Linked DNA regions of Zea mays: region 2 is linked to region 1. A link is a contact called in public Hi-C data. All regions are on one chromosome and are shown on one strand. The core of a region is the stretch at or near the end of the contact, and the rest is flanking DNA. Distances in the headings are between cores, read along the strand shown.

Region 1 (2,924 bases), core at 397-2,896:
CATTCCAAACATTCATTCTGTTCTACTACACTCCATTAGTGGAGCTGACAACATATATAGGACCTCATGTGCCATATGTGCCTTGATAGTTGATACACTCTAACAATATGTATGCAGTTTCAATTGGGGGCATGGTCTACCACTTAATTCAACATGTTGAGAAAAGTTGTGAAAGTTTAGAATAAATATTTTTTTCAGCAGGAAAAAAAAAGAATTAACAGCAACTCATACAGTATTGAAATCTTTGACCAAAGATTGTAAAAGTAGAATACATTTGCAATACAATAGCATTTCAGTAAACAAATTTCAATACTATTACCAATATTAGGTACTTGAATTTGAATGGAGAAACACCTCATGGATTCAGTTTAGTTTATATTGTGTCAATGACTCAACATATATCCCCTTTTGTATAGAAAGTTAAGTTGCCTTCTTGAACTAGATAATGCTTGAGTGATCATTGTTTGAGATTAATACTAACTTGCTACTTGATCCTAGACCACTACGCGTTATAAGATGCAGAATGTTGTTCCATTTCTTGAGACTCTCACAACATTAAACTCACTTTCCAACTTGACACGATATTATCGAACAACTTTTGTTTCAGTGTTTCTCTTTAAGAGAAATTTGAGAGTACTAAGGCACAATTGCTTCTAATTTCAAAGGTAAATCTCTACCGGTGATCATTGGTTGTTTGATTTACACGCTAATTCAAATATGCGATAGAACTTAAATGCTAGTGCATCAGTTCTCAGCTGTTTAATTGATCATCCACACAAACATGGCATTGTCAAATACCTTGATCAAACTAGCAAGGCAGTGCACATCGATGTCGTCAGGCACGATGCCGCTGTTGAGCTGCTCCCTGACATGCTCCTCCTGGCTGTTTTCCGGGGTGATCCGGAAGATCCCCTCTGCCTGAAATTGCAAAAGTAATTTAAATGGTTGAATTCGGCTGCGCTCGGACACTATTAAGCTCCAAACTAAATGGCTTGAACAACGGAAGTACTCCTACCTTGAGTCCATCCTGCGCGTACAGCCTCTCTTGCATGAGCAGAAGGATCTTGGGCACCGAGTTCCCCTTGTCATCGTAGCCACACTGCATCGACTCCGGTGATACCCCGAACACGCTGGCGCTGCACGAGTTCAAAAGAGAACATCAATAATCGGGCTCGGGACAGAGCATCCGGGCATCAACAATAGCTAGACCACAGGAGTAGAGAAAGAAGAGCTGGGGTTTCCAAACCCGAACCGACCTGGCGCTGGGGACCTGGCCGGGGATCTCGAGCTCGAACTCGACGGGGAGGCCGAGGAAGCCGTGGAGGCGGTCGAAGGTGACGTGCGCGACGTGGCGGACGTCTGTGGGCCAGCCGATCTCCATCCCCCACGCCGCCCCCGATGGGTCGTCGGCGTCCGCCATCTGGCACGGTAGCACCACCGACTTGCGGAGCGCGGCCAGCAGCAGCGCCAGCACCTGCCCCTGTCCCTGCCCCTGCTGCTGCCCGTCCTCCGCCTTCCCGTCGCTTCCTACACCACCACCCTCGCCGCAGCCGTGGGAGCTGGGTACCATCATCACCTCAACCATGGTCACTCCTCGCTGCGGTCGTGGCACCTCACGGGCACTTGGTGGAGCTGAGCCGAGGTGAGTGACGGCAGGCAACCTCGATTTGGGGAAACCGGTGGCCTTTTAAACGCAGACAGACAGGGGACGATGCTTTTGGCTTTGTGTCGTTGCGGTTGCGATCCGCGATTTTGAATTGCGGAAAGCTCGTGGGGGCCCGGGCCCAGACGAGAGGGAGCGCCAACGGCCATCAAATTCAAACGTCCGGCAAGTTTTTGCACCTGGGTACCTTGATCTTTACCATATCACAAGAAAACTGCCTTCAGGGACCTTGTGAAGATAAGGAGCTTTACTTGATAAGTTATTTCGAGACATTAGTATAATAACGAACATAAAGGGGATGGTTTCATTTCAGAAAAATGTTACTGTGATCCAAAGCATATTTTTTATGCAACATGTTTTTTTATCTCGAGGAATGATGGTGAATAGGTTAGGTTAATCCCAATTTTGCAAACATATAGCTAAGTGACATGAAATAGGGCCATTCTTAGAGGAGAAATGAGTGAATGGCTCCACCTTTGTTCCCATTTGTATAAGATGTGATGGAGCATACGTGTAAACACACGAACGAAGGTGAGAGCGGAGAGAAGGTGTTGGCTGCCGATGTAGAGAGGAGGATGGAAGGACATGCTCTGATAATTGGAGATGATCAGATGAGGGTGGAGGATACACCATCAATCAAGCAAACTAATGTATTTCTTGGACAACTCAAAAGCAGGCCATTGTACCCGAGTCGACTGAATTAGAGTATAAAGATATAGCCACGTTATTGGAAAATTATATGGGTTACTGTTGGGACCATGCTTCGTCGCCGAAGGTCCTACAGAAAGAAACAACTTCGGCTGAAGCTGTCTGCACGTGATGACCGAAAGTTGCTGTTCGTGAAGCTTCGGAATTACAAACCGACTTAAAAGTAGAATGACCTTTTAGTCCATAAGTGTTTGAGTCGTTGTTGTAAACTTTTATGAGGGGCATGATTGTAATTCCTCACAGGCTGTGTCTTGTGCCTATAAATAGTGAACAGTATTCCTTTACTGTTCACGGATTCCGGTAATTGCAATCGCATCACTCGGGAATTAATCTTTGTCAAGGCAAAGGTATAAATGTATCTAACATTTGAATACATTGAATTGATATAATATGAAAGTAGTGTTGTTCATTTATAATTTATTTACCTTTGATGCTTCGTATTTAGTACTACTTTATACAATCTATTGGAGGTCAATTACAAAAATTTAACCTTCGTAATTGCATCATCTTCAACCTTCGTCCGAAGTTCATTAATCCTAAAGAGAATAATGCT
Region 2 (2,840 bases), core at 77-2,576, 300 kb after region 1:
CTACTAATTGCAGTTTTGGTTCGTTTTTTTTTTTTGGCATAAAAAACAAATGAAGGGTACATTCTGCTAAATAACTGTATGAGTCCAATAAAGATGCTTAGGCAAGGTACAAATCAAGGTTATTAAAACAATAAAACGTCGAAACACTCATGGGTTCAGTTTTGACTTTTAAACGTTTAAACTTTTGTTTAAACGTAGTTTTAAACAACATATGAAAAATACCAATATATCATAATTTCAGACAATAACATGAAGTTAAATACCAAAACAGAGAGGTTAGTGGCTTACCAAAACTTCACACATGAACCGGATTGGACCCAAAAGTAACTAACAGACTAGGCCCAAAAATATCTAATGGTCTAAAACGCATGAAACACTGTGTTCTACAGTTCAGAACGCCAAAATGCCAAAACGCGGTTTCAACCTCTAATTAGAGTTTTGACGTTTAAACGTAGTTTAAACGTTGTTTAAACGTAGTTTTAATAACACTGGTACAAATAGCCAAAAAGGGTCATCTCATATACCTTCTTGGGGTCTTTGATGGAGCAAAGGGGCAGGTGAGTAATCATCTCTTGGTACGCGCACTCATCCCTCTCTGTCACCTGAATAACTCCGTCGAGGACAAGCACCTTCCCGTACGTGGAGGACTATAACGCAAAACAGAAAGGCAACAGGATCATGTCCCACCGAAGAATTGCGAAGTGGCTTGGGTGCAAGCAAAAGGCAATAACAATTTACCTGAAAAACCATCACATTTTGGTAGTCTGACTTGCCCTGGAACAGAACCTTCTCCACCTTCAAGGAGTGCGCCTCACCTACCATTTCGACACCGAAACCGACCCATGAGCAAGGGCAAACACACGTGGTTGGCGTGACCCTGACCCCGCAGTGACTAAAGAAGAATATCCGAAGTAAAAAGTGCGCTCAACAGAACAGGGGGAGCATGACGATGCGCAGCGCAGCGCAGCAGAGGACGGAAAACAGGGGACGCACCGGGCCACATGGGGCTGATCTCGGAGAACCATCCTGGGATGACGGCGGAGATTCCCGCCTGCTCGCCAGCACCGGCGACCACCGCCTCGGCCCCCGCCACCGGCGCGGTGGCGTCCTCCCCGCCCTCCCGCGCCCTCTTGGCCGCCGCCTCGGCCTCCATCGTGAAACCCTGAGCGCGCGAGGGAGGAACGGAGAAAGAAAGCCCGAGGAGCTCTCGGTGGGTGTGCGCGCGGCTGGCGGCGTCTAGGGAGGACTTCTGGAGTTGGGAGGTGGGAAGCAGCGCTCGCAGCCGCGGCCTTGAGATTAGGGCTGCTTTCCCGGATGCCCGGATTCCGTTCCGTGTGTGTACTGTGTAGTAGCTTTTGGGAGGGTTTTGGCCTTTTGGGTTCCTCGCCGCGGCCGTATGTGGAGGGCAAGCGGCGCCTCACTGTCCGGTAGGGCCTCCGCTCTGCGGCCGAGTGCCGGATGCTTTATATTCTGCGAGAACAGGTGTGGCCGTATGGGGATGGGCCGATGCGGCCCCGCCTTCCTCCCACTTGCGCACTGCTTTTTATTTATTTTATCTTTATTCGATTCCATGATTCCGGGCTGATTGACGTGCCACGTGATTTACGTGTTTGTCTCTCGTATTGATCGGAGGGATGTTATCATCATCGAAAACATATTATTCATATTTTTATTCGGATTTAAATTTAAATATGAATAACTTCGAATACGAATGCATATACAAATATATGAATATTTTCGGATGCAAATACGGATAATCGTGTGTCGAATACGGAACTAGTCGGATATGGATAACGTTGGTAACAGATTTTTTTTCGGATACTGTGTAAGACATCATTTCACACAGCATTGTTGTTGTAATCGTTTAGCCACTACTTGAGTCCAAACATTTTTTAGAATTATATATGGATATATGTTGTGCCTTTATAAAATTTCATGAAATGGTAAGGCTATTAGTGTATTATTAATTTCTTTCTACATAAAATCATCAAAATACAATTAAATTCATAAAATATTCTGGTTTCGATAGAAAATTGCAAATAACTTACCAAGACTAATAAATATTCTATAAGAAGGTAACTTTAAGTCCCTACGTAAAAATGATAAAGTGAAGTATTAATTATGTTAAAACATGGATACTTAGAGTCATCTGACGTGTAACTCACACAACAAATGGAAGGTAAATGGAAACAATGTTGGCATCTTGTGAATTTATGTTCCAAACATTTTTTAGGATTGTATGTGGACATATGTTGTGACTCCGTAAAATTTCATAAATTTCAGAATCTATTTGTGTATTTCAATTTCGTTTCGCAAAAAAATCATTAAATTTATTAAATTCATAAATTATTCTAACTTCGTCAAAAAATACAAATAAGTTACCAAGACTAATAAACATTATATAATAAGATAACCTCAAGTCCCCATATGAAAATGATAAAGTGGAGTATTGAATATGTAGAAACTTAGATACTTAGACTGTCTCCAGCAACGTCCTCTATATACATCATCTATATCCGTCATTTACAGTCTTCTCTAAAAGATTTCATCTCCTATATCTACTTTCTCTCCAACAACGTCCTCTAAATCACGTCCTCTATATGTAAATACCTATATTAAAGATATTTTTTATTTTTTAATTTTTGTACATACGTATTTATCATACTCTCAAATGTATTGTACATATTTTAGTTTTATTAAACTGGTTGTTTAAAGTATTCAAATAGATAGAGAACCGTTTAGAGAAACTCTACATGTAAATGATTCAGCAGCGTTCTCTAAATTTAGAGGGCCGTTTAGAGGACGTTGCTGGAGGGAGTAGATGACGTCCTCGTCCTCTA

The links. A called contact is a pair of places that touch in the nucleus more often than the background predicts.
Region 2: a Hi-C map of ear shows a contact between it and region 1, with 2.2 times the contacts expected there. The contact joins the promoter of LOC100272866 here to the promoter of LOC100282297 in region 1. A contact is called at or near these places in 2 of 25 Hi-C or Micro-C datasets (ear and tassel).

What each region holds. Positions count from the first base shown.
Region 1 is chr7:34,671,909-34,674,832 of Zm-B73-REFERENCE-NAM-5.0, forward strand. LOC100282297 (rac GTPase activating protein) reads right to left here and starts at 1,647. Exons shown (of 5, transcript NM_001371849.1): 1 at 1,257-1,647; 2 at 1,016-1,136; 3 at 799-918. The coding sequence starts at 1,585.
Region 2 is chr7:34,976,257-34,979,096 of Zm-B73-REFERENCE-NAM-5.0, forward strand. LOC100272866 (Spermidine synthase 2) reads right to left here and starts at 1,327. Exons shown (of 9, transcript NM_001147319.1): 1 at 994-1,327; 2 at 739-815; 3 at 525-647. The coding sequence starts at 1,153.